Linked DNA regions of Sus scrofa: region 2 is linked to region 1. Evidence: chromatin contacts called from public HiChIP or PLAC-seq data. All regions are on one chromosome and are shown on one strand. The core of a region is the stretch at or near the end of the contact, and the rest is flanking DNA. Distances in the headings are between cores, read along the strand shown. Region 1 holds the start of HSDL2 (hydroxysteroid dehydrogenase like 2). Region 2 overlaps SUSD1 (sushi domain-containing protein 1).

Region 1 (5,750 bases), core at 1,748-4,247:
AAAAAAAAAAAAAAGAAAGAAAGAAAGAAAGAAAGAAAGAAAGAAAGAAAAGATATTCTTGTGCAAGATCAGGGTTAGAGTCTTTATTTGCTAATTTAAGATTACACTTATTTTCAATGTCATATCCTTTGCTATTTCAATTTAAGTTGGCATTTTCAACCTATGTATTTGAAAACTATTTTTTTATAGAATTAAACTTTAGCAGTCATAAACAAGTGAAGATAAGTTTGACTATTTTATAACTTAAAAGTAATATAAATGAGATTATCACATTGTTCTAATGATTCAAAGTATTAAAAAATTTGCACAACTGGAGGAGTTCCCGTTGTGGCTCAGTGGTTAACAAATCCAACTAAGAACCATTAGGTTGCAGGTTCAATCCCTGGCCTTGCTCAGTGGGTTAAGGATCCAGTGTTGCCGTGAGCTATGGTGTAGGTTGTAGACGCAGCTTAGATCCCGAGTTGCTGTGGCTCTGGCGTAGGCCGATGGCTACAGCTCCGATTGGACCCCTAGCCTGGGAACCTCTATGTGCCTCGGGAACAGCCTAAGAAATGGCAAAAAGACAAAAAAACAAAACAAAACCCCAAAAAACCAAAAAAACGAAAACAAAAACGCACAACCTAAAAGTTAAGAGTTAAGTTTTATTTGGGGCAAAATGAAGGCTATAGCCCAGGAGGCAGCATTTCAGATAGCTCTGAAACATCCAGAGAGGCAGGGGGAAATGTCAGTATGTATGTGATTCTGGTGAAGGGGAAGGGACATGCAATGAATGAAGCACACACATTTTTACAGAAGACCGCTGCCAGTCTTGTGAAGGTTACTGCTAGTCAGGAGGAGCAGACATCACCAGGATGGATTTTAGTGCTTTTCTAGAATCAGGAGATGCAAGAATTGGGCTCATAAAATCTCCTGAACAGTCTAACCTGTTCTGCCAGTTTTCCCAGAGCACCGAGTGCCTTGTTCCTGATCTCCACCCTGAACTCCTTTCAGCAGGTCTTGAGGGACAGCTGCTGTAGTGGTTCATGATTCAATCTGCATAAAGGCAGATGCCAAGTGCCAGTCTCCAGTTCACAAAGGTATTCTTTCAAGGAATTTAAAATTTATACCTCCTCTTAATTCCCCTATACGAGAATCCTATAAAGAACCTCATGCTATTTTTGCCCTAATCCAAAACACACACACAACACATATAGGTATCTCGCTCTCACAATATTGTTAATAAATTAACCTTTCTCGTGTTACATGATTTTGAATTTTAAAATATCAGTGCCATCTAGTGGTTATTCTCGACATGTTTCATTTATTTTGGATATCTTCCAATGAGTGGAACTTCTCTTTTTTTAGGTAGATATCCAGTGGACGGTAACCAGGTTTAACTTTTGGGGCACCTGCGAAACTGTTTTCCAAAGTGGCCATGCCATTTTACATTCCCACTAGCAATGAATGAGTGCCCCAATTTCACTACATGTTGGTCAATACTTAGTATTTTCCATCTTTTCTAGCTATCCTAGTGGGTGTAAAATTTCACCATGGTTTGGATTTGTATTTCCCTAGTAACTAATGCTGTTGGGCATCTTTTCATGTGACTTCTGGCTTTTGGTATATCTTCTTTGTTGAAATGTCTATTGAGGTCCTCTGCTCATGTTTAACTTGGGGGTTGTTCCTCTTTTTGTTGCTGCGTTGTAAGCATTCTTCATACATTTTGGATACTAGACCTTATAAGACATATATGGCTTGCAAGTATATATATATATTTTCCATTCTGTAGGTGGTCTTCATTTTCTTTAAGGAGTGGAAGGTTTTTTCATCTAACAGTCCCTACCAATGCACTTTCTAAAACACCTAATATTTACAGGTCTAAAAAACATTGGTTACTCATTCCTCCTACATAGGCCGAGGCCTTACCTTTTTTGCCCTGCTGTATCTCCAGTGACCAGCACACAGTAGGTGCTAATATTTGAGTAAGTAAATTCCTCCGGAGTTTCTAAGGACCTTATCATACATGACAAATTCAAATGCCTATGAGACTGGCAAGATACATAAATGAGCAAATAGAGATATTTAGGGCTTGTAATAAAAGGGATAGTACATATCCTAGCTTCAGACTAGTTTCTTTAACCAGTCTTCATAAAACAACCTCGTCATCCTGCTCTACCTCTTCAAAAACAGAATTTCTTCACATCTCCCTAAAAATATTATGCCAGTCTTTAGTTCATTAGGGTTGCTGAGCTATGTCCAAGGATACCAAAAGCAATACTGGCTCCCAGAATTCACTTTATCCCACCGAATTTGGGAATTTCCTCACCGAGATACTGGCTAAGAGTCGCAAAATCCAGGTTAACTCTGAGTTCTTCGGCACGATTAGTGTGTATAGAGGTCTGATCCAGAAGCTGCCCTTCTCCAAGGGCTTTCTTTATCTATCTATCGGCCTACCGGCGTTAGTCCAAATTCGGTGGCAGAGTTGAACTGCGACGCTGGCCGGCTTCTGGGAGAAGGTGCTTATCTGCCGAGGAAAAGCAATTCCTAAGAAGTGCCTCTGAAGGCGCGCGTGCAGCCGGGCAGGCGCCCAGGTGCCATTGTGGAGAGAGAGCCAAAAATCCGCTGAGAAGCTGCACCTCAGCCCTCCAGGTCCCTGCTGCACGACTCAAAGGGTCATCCCGCCGGCAAAGGCACTCAGCACAGGGGCGAGAAACCGTTCACAGCCCTGGGGAGGGCGTACTGAGCGGCTGACGCACCACTACTCCAGACGCGGGGTAGGCACCGATTGTCCCCGTAGAGCCCCGCACGCGGGGTGGGGCAGAGTTGTCTCTCAGAGCGCTTGCGCACAGAGCCGGTTTCCAGGGGCCAGGCGGGGGGAGCTGGAAATTAGCGCCAAAGAGGACAACTGCGTGCGCAGGCGCACTCAGCCCCCTTCCGCTCTTTGGAGCACTCAATTCTCCCGCAGGCCTTGGGGCGGGGCCCTAGGGGGCGGGGATGGAGCGGGGCTAAATGCGGAGCAGAAAGTCAGCTTCTATTTGCAGTATTCCTTCCTGTGGCGGTTGTTGCCACCGACTCTGGTCCGCGGAAGTTATGTTGCCCAACACCGGGTAAGAGGATGCGAGCGCCACGGGGAAGGGACCAGGCCGGGCGGAGTGCGGGGCTAGGTGGAGCCGGAGTAGATGGCTTGGGTGGCCCGACCCCCGCGGTGGGAGGATTAAAGCAGCTGCCCGGCGCGGTCTGGAACGCTGCCCCACGCTGGCCGCGGGATTCTTCGACTCTGCGGTAACTCATGAAAAGTAACGCAAAGTTGACTACTTCGGGATGACAGCCATGTTAAAACCTCTTCCACAGGTAAAGAATTCTGAGCGAGGTACCCCGCCGCCCCAAGAGCGCGTCCCACCTTCGGCTTAGCAATAGCTGTCTTGCAATAGCGGCCTTGCTGCAGGCCTTTGAGTTCTAGGTGAAAGGTCACAGGGACACCTAATGATTCTCCTCTTGTTCCGAACGCTCAGTTCTGGAAGAATAAAAGGATGAGGTGTTTACACAGAGACTTTACTAACAAATTAAACTAATCTTAAAGTATGGGTATCTTTCGAGAGAACTTTTTCTTTTGGCCAGGCCCAAGGCATGTGGAAGTTCCCAGGCCAGGGATGGGACCCAGGCCATGGCAGTGACAACCTGGATCTTAAACCCACTGCACCACCAGGAATCAATCTGTTCTTTTAAGGCTTTTGTGTTTTTGTGACAAAGCTGTAAGCTGTTGTCATCTTAAATTGTTTTGTTTTTTAACTTGTAAATATTCTAGTATTTTTGTATGATTTTTTTTTCCATTCAGATTTTTATTTTCCTGAAATGATGTACTGTTTTGCATAATATTTTGGCATAGGAAGTGAGTTAGAAAACTCACTGTTTATTCATTTTTTTATTCTGTTACTTTGGACTGTATTCATGTTACCAGTACCAAACTACATTAACTGCTCTAGTTTTATAAAATATTTTAGATCTTGGAAAATCCTGCCACATTTGGATTTTTTTTTTCAGAATATTCCTGGTTATTCTTTGATGTTTATTTTTTTAAATGAACTTTTAAATGAACTTTTTGTGATTGCTTTTCTGTCTTAAAAATAAAAGTTTCATCACATTTACCAGAATTTTGAGGTACCAGAGAATTTTGGAGAATTGTAGTGTAGGTTAAGTTTTAGTCATCCTCCAGTGGTACTGATGAATTTGGAAACTTTTTTTCTTGAGATGGAGGGGTTTTAGTAGTTGAGATCCAGTCTTCAGGTTAAGAGGAAAGCTGCCTTTGCCTTTCTTTCTGCCAATGCCTGAGACTTTGAGCATGAACATGTTCTTTATCCTACTGGGAATCAGTCCAACTAGACCAAAGGCAAAGAGGCCTTTTTTTTTTTTTTTTTTCCTTAAAAATATATTTTTTTGAAGTATAGTTGATTTAAAATGTTGTGGCTCAGTGGGTAATGAACCCAAGTAGTATCCATGAGGACATGGGTTCAGTCCCTGGTTAAGGATCTGGTGTTGCTGTGAGATGTGGTGTAGGTGATGTGGTGATGTGGTGTAGGTCGCAGATCTGCTTGGATCCTGTTGTTGCTGTGGCTGTGGTGTAGGCCAGCAGCTATAGCTCTGATTATGGGAACCTCCATATGACACAGGTGCAGCCCTAAAAAGCGGGGGTGGGGGGGTTAATTTCTGCTGTACAGCAGAGATTCAGTTATACATATATATACACATTCAGTTATATACATATATACATTCTTTTTCATATTCCTTTCTGTTATGGTTTATCACAGGATATTAAATGTAATTCCCTGTGCTATACAGTAGGACCTTATTGTTTAGCCTTCCTGTATGTAATGGTTTGCATCTGCTAGGGATAGGGCTTTTTAAAGCAGATAATTGGGACATTTTGATCTAAATATTTACATTTAAAAGATCATTTTAAGGGAGTTAGTTCCCTGGTGTTCTAGTGGTTAGGATTCAGCGCTTTCACCACTGTGGCCTGGGTTTAATACCTGGTCTGGGCACTAAGATGCCACATCAAGCCACTGCCCGCCCTGGCCAACATAAATAAATCAATCAATCACTTTAGCACTGTGTGTGCTACCTTTCATGTTGAAGGGAATGTTATACATACACAAGATGTGGTGGGTTTTTTTTTGTTTTTTTGTTTTTTTTTCTTTCTTTTTCAGGGCTGTACTTGTGGCATATGGAATTTCCCAGGCTAGCTATAGCTGCTGGCCTTTGTCACAGCAACAATGGATCCAAGCCGAGTCTGCAACCTACACCATAGCTCAGAGCAATGTCAGATCCCCGACCCACTGAGCAAGGCCAGGGATCAAACCTGAATCCTCATGGATACTAGTCAGATTCTTTCCACTGTGCCACAGTGGGAATTCCCAAGGTTTTTACTTTTAAACCAAGTACTTGTTTTACAGCATGCCTCATCAGAGATGAGAGGAGAGAGATAAATTGGAATGCCAGCATAAACAAAGGAACTTAAACTACATGTCAAGTTTTTCACACAAACATACAGAGAAAAATAATTCAAATGACTTTTTTTGGCTTTGCCTGAGGCATGTGGAAGTTCCTGGGCCAGAAATTGAACTTGTGCCACAGCAGCGACCTGAGCTGTTGCAGTGACAACACCAGATCCGTAACTTACTGCACCGCAAGGGAACTCTGAGATTGGCTTCGTGATAATCACTTTCAAAATTTTGGTAATTGTTGAATTGTTAAATAAACATGGGAACATTATA
Region 2 (5,025 bases), core at 1,374-3,873, 230 kb before region 1:
TCAACAGCCAAAAAGTCTGAAAACAAGGAAAAAGCCAAATAAAAGTTAAAGGTCAGGGATTAGAATTCTCAGAGGAGGTGTTTCCAACCTAGAAAATGACCAGAAAGTAGATGACCAGGCAAGATGTTTGTTCTCAGAGCAGACAAGAGCTACTCAGATGAGGAGTTCCCATGGTGGCTCAGCGAGCTAAGAACATGACATAGTGTCCATGAGGACGTGGGTTTGATCCCTGGCCTCTCTCAGTGGGTTAAGGATCTGGTGTTGCCACAAGTTGCAGCATAGATTGCAGATGCAGCTCGGATCTGGTATTGCTGTGGCTGTGTGTAGGCTGGCAACTGTAGCTCTGATTCAACCTGTCACCCAGGAACTTCTATATGCCTCAAGTGTGGCCCTAAAGAAAAAAAGAAAAAAAAAAAAAAAGCTACTCAGATGAGCACTAAGGCAGTAAAATAATCAGAGAACAGATTATTTTCCATCACTGTATAGAGAGGGTCAGAGTTCCCATCGTGGCTCAGCGGAAACAAATCCAATTAGCGACCATGAGGTTGTGGGTTTGATCCCTGGCCTTGCTCAGTGGGTTAAGGATCCTGTGTTGCTGTGGCTGTGGTGTAGGCTGGCAGCTGTAGCTCCGATTCGACCCCTAGCCTGGGAAGTTCCATATGCCACAGGTGCAGCTCTTAAAAAGACAAAAAGACAACAGAAAGAAAGAAAGAAAGAAAGAAAGAAAGAAAGAAAGAAAGAAAGAAAGAAAGAAAGAAAGAAAGAAAGAAAGTCATTTTAAGCTTCCCGCAGTCTCATTTGTTCCCTCAATGTTCTATTTTTCTTAATGCAGTTTGTTGTTGTTTTTTTAAAGAGGTTTGTTACTAATGAATAAAGAACTCACAGAGAGTCCACCAGGACCCCGGCTAATTTTCAAGGAAAAGCAAATTTCCTAACAGATAAGTCTGTACATTTCCTACAAATGAGAAAAAGTTTAAATGTCTAGCAGAGAGCAGCTTGTATAACTACCTTTCATGTGTATTTCTCCCACAGGAGTCCCTGCTACCTTGGAAGTAATAATGATAACAATAAATTATTCTATTCGAAATCAAAATTGTCCACAGCAAAAATATTACTGACACAGGCGGCACCAGGCAATTAGCTGGAAGAAAATAGTCTTGGTTCTAATTGGAAAATGTAAGAATATGGTTATGAGAGAGAATTTGAAGACCTATCATATACACTCTTCTTCATCTTCACAACGTTCGTCAGAAACAAAAGATGCCCCAGGTATACATATGAATTTGAGGCAGATGAACTATATGCACATGAGAAATACCACATACAGGACATGTCTGAACACAAACAGAACATGAAGCAAAAGTACTGTCTGCAGAGTTTCCATCTCAATATGATTTTCCCACTTAGAGCCATTATAGTGGGAAAACAAAAGCATCTGGCTCCCACTTCCCACCTCCAATCCTGACAGAAGAGACTGAGAATAGTGAAAATGGGTCAAAATTTGCATCTGGGTTGGAAGGAAGGGTTGATTGCCACCCATGAGGCAGATACATGAAGACATTTCTGCTTAGCAGTGCGGAAGAGACTAGGCAAAGAAAGATGCCAGGAGATACCATACAACACGCCTTCCAAGCAAAGGAGCAGGGTCCCAAAGTGGCAAAGGAAGGAACCGGGGGAAGACGGGAGTCCACAGAGGTGGAGGCTAGAAGCACAGGCCACAGGACTGCTCCATCTGGAGCCAGTTAGCCTGGTGGTTCCCAAGCCTAAAAGCACAGCAGAATCACCCAGACATGGCAGATATGAAGTAAAGCTTGGACATCTGTGTTTGTTTTGTTTGTGTGTGTGTGTTTGTAATTCACCAGGCTACTCTAATAAGTGCCCAGGATATATACACTGCTATTACTCTTACTACTCCTATTATTACTCCTAATAATAATAACAGCCTTTCCTTAGCACGAAGGAGATTACTGACAGGGAAGGACTTCCAAAGGGAGGCTGGGGACCTGGAGATTCCACCTGACAGAGAGCCTGGGTTGGCAGAAGGAGGGACTGGGTTCCTCCCTGCCTCTGTAGGCTACAGCACCATCATGAAGCCAGGCAGTGCTGAGCTGGCCCAAGAGCCAGAGCTTCACCAATCAGGACAGCAAAGTGCTCAGAAAGAAAGTTCAGGGCAGTAGGCTTTCTCACAGCTGCCTCCCAAAGGACACAGGATCATAAGGACCAGCAGTAAATCCTTCAAGATGAGATCTGAGATAAGCATCCCAGTACTATCCAATAAAAAGCAAGATCAAAGGGAATGTCATCCATCTCATTACAAGGGAAATATCAAACCTAGATAAAACTTTATCTTCCAAGGATAAGTAATTGGGGGGGGAGTCCATGAAATGATTTTACAAAGAAGAAGAGGGAGATTGCGCCTAGAAGGTAAAGAATGAGCACTTTCAAAAAAAAGAAAAAAATACAGCAAAATAATGGCAAAATTCAGCAACATCTGTTTTGTACTTGCAGAAAAAAATGTTAGAGATGGATGCAAACAGATAAAAGATGAGACGGCAAGAGAATGTGACAGCAGAGAGGAAATTGGTTGAGGGAGGCAGAAATAAAAAGGGAACTAAAAGAGACAAAAACCAAAAGGAAATGAAAGTGCAACAACGGAATTTAAAGTGTATCAGAAATGTCGATGCATGTACGCACACAAGCACAGAAGGAACAACAGTGCTACCGTGTCCTCACAGAAAGCAGAGGAAAAAAGGCATGAATAAAAAAAAAAAAGAGAGAAAATGGAAGACCAATGCAGACAGACAAGACATTCCACAGAGAAGTGTTCGAAGAGCAAAAACCAAAACAAACCCCAAAACCAAAACCAAACAAAAAACCCCAATAATCAGAGATTTAATGAAAGAAACGGTTCCTAATGTGTAGCTAGACTGAAATCTGAAGATCCAAAAAGGCACAGGATACTAGGAAAACTTGGTGAAAAACAAAAACATGTATATAATCCATGACTGAAGTTTCACAAAAAGATTTCCATCTCATTCGCTATTGAATTCCCAGTGCCTAAAACAACGTCACACACAAAGGAGGTGGTTAATAAGCATCTACCACGTGCATGAGTAAGTGATTAAAGTCTTGAATTTCACATATAAAAAAAGTCTCTATGATATCCAGGCTGAAAAGTCAGATTGTCTACATAGGGTTTTTTTGTTTTTTTGTTTTTTTTTTTAATCACACCTTCAAATTCCTCTTTCAAAACTTTTAAATTCCAAAAGCCAATGTGAAATGCCTCCAGAAATTCTGACCACAGAGTTGATGGCCCAAGAATTTTGTCTTCAGTCAAGCTCCCATTCACTTGGGAAGGCAACGAAAGGACATTCTCAGACAATCCTGGGCTCAGAGAAATATCTCGCTCCTCAGTAAGAAGACAGAAATCACTGTACAGAGAGAGAAATAAAAATATAGAAAAAGAACAGAGAAACTTTGGTATGAAAGGAATGGCAGTAAGCTCTGAAACTATGAAAACATATATCTGTTGAGGTAATTATTACAGGAGTTCCCATTGTGGCACAGTGGGTTAAGAGTCCAACTGCAGTGGCTTGGGTCGCTGCAAAGGCAAGGGTTTGATCCCCAACCAGCGCGATGGGTTAAAGGATCCAGCGTTGCCACCGCTGTGGTGTAGGTCACAGCTGTGGCTCAGATTCATTCCCCGGCAGATGCAGCTATTAAAAAAAGTATTATAAAAATGGCCATAAATCCACATACAATGAATTTTTTTAAGATGTAATGCAGGTTTAACATAATTAAAAATAAGAAGCTGGCAATAAAATGTTGCATTATACCAAAAACATATAGGAAGCAAGAGGGGAAGGAATAAAAGGAAGTAAAGAATGCTGACTTCCTTTTCTTACTGGGGGAGAAGTTAAAATTTTTCAGTCTTGACACTGGTAATAAGAGTAACACACATTCAAGTAGGATTGCCTTGTTTTTGCTTTTTAAAATACAATGTAGAATAAAAGCAAACCTTATACTGCCTGAATCACTGAAAAAAGAAAATCTGTACAGCAGAAAAAGAAAACAATGGACATAGCAATGTAGCATAAAAAAAGAAAAAATTAAGATGTCGGAATGAAAGGAAAATCATATCACAAGCAACACTAAATTGCTTAATGACTACTTTCCTCAAAAAGGCTTGCAACATAAGCCATCTCCTAGAGTTGATCGTAGCAATGTTATCCAGCTAGCTTCAAGGAAGAACAAAAGTGGGCAAAGCCATACCATGCAAATAGAGCGCAAAGAAATCAAGAAAACAGATATTACTATCAAAGTATAATTCAAGGCCCAAAATATTAAACAGGATAAAGTGAGCCACTTATTAACAGGGGAAGTTAGAACTTACAATTAAGAAATCAATCATGAACATAAATATCACAACATCAAAATGTGTGAAGCGAAATTTCTACAAGAATTTCTACAAGAAGTAGAAAAATGCCAATTCAAGTAAGAGGAAAAACAACTACGGAAATCCTGAAAAACCTAACTACTAGAGTTAATTTAAGACTAGATCTTGGGGAGTTCCTGTCATGGCACAGTGGTTAACGAATCCGACTAGGAACCATGAGGTTGCAGGTTCGATCCCTGGCCTTGCTCAGTGGGTTAAGGATCTGGTGTTGCTGTGGCTGTGGTGTAGGCCGGCAGCTACAGCTCCAATTTGACCCCTAGTCTTGGAACCTCCATATGCTGCAGGAGTGGCCCAAGAAATAGCAAAAAAAGACAAAAAAAAAAAAAAAAAAGACTAGATCTTACCTTACTTATAAGCACTCTACCTATTATCACAAACCCTTGCCAAAGAGTAAGCCCCAAGGAAATAAGTCCCCCCAGTGAATACCAAATATGAAAACACTGGAAATTAACAACAAAGTGTAAACGTTGGAAAATGTTTAAACCCATCACTTGACAACATACATAATTAATCCTTCGATCAATGGGGAAACCAAAACAGCAAATATACAATGCCTTGATAGTAAAAAT

Evidence for each region. HiChIP or PLAC-seq counts read pairs in DNA pulled down with a chosen protein or histone mark.
Region 2: a contact with region 1 is called in an H3K27ac HiChIP or PLAC-seq map of alveolar macrophages. The contact joins the enhancer-like site here to the promoter of HSDL2 in region 1. A contact is called at or near these places in 4 of 5 promoter capture datasets (fetal liver, liver and skeletal muscle), 17 of 47 Hi-C or Micro-C datasets (alveolar macrophages, blood, embryonic fibroblasts and 10 more) and 2 of 2 datasets of contacts at active chromatin or transcription factors (alveolar macrophages and skeletal muscle).

The regions. Positions count from the first base shown.
Region 1 is chr1:253,121,475-253,127,224 of Sscrofa11.1, forward strand. It overlaps HSDL2 (hydroxysteroid dehydrogenase like 2), which reads left to right and starts at 2,998. Exons shown (of 11, transcript NM_001197021.2): 1 at 2,998-3,086. The coding sequence starts at 3,070.
Region 2 is chr1:252,887,513-252,892,537 of Sscrofa11.1, forward strand. The region is part of intron 8 of SUSD1 (sushi domain-containing protein 1); the gene reads right to left. Among named protein-coding and RNA genes, the nearest start is that of SUSD1, 66 kb to the right of the region's middle. Within about 2 kb of position 2,624, at least 8 of the 83 cell types and tissues checked have an H3K27ac peak or open chromatin away from gene starts, as enhancers often do. A contact at or near this core is called in alveolar macrophages and retroperitoneal adipose tissue, where this site is marked.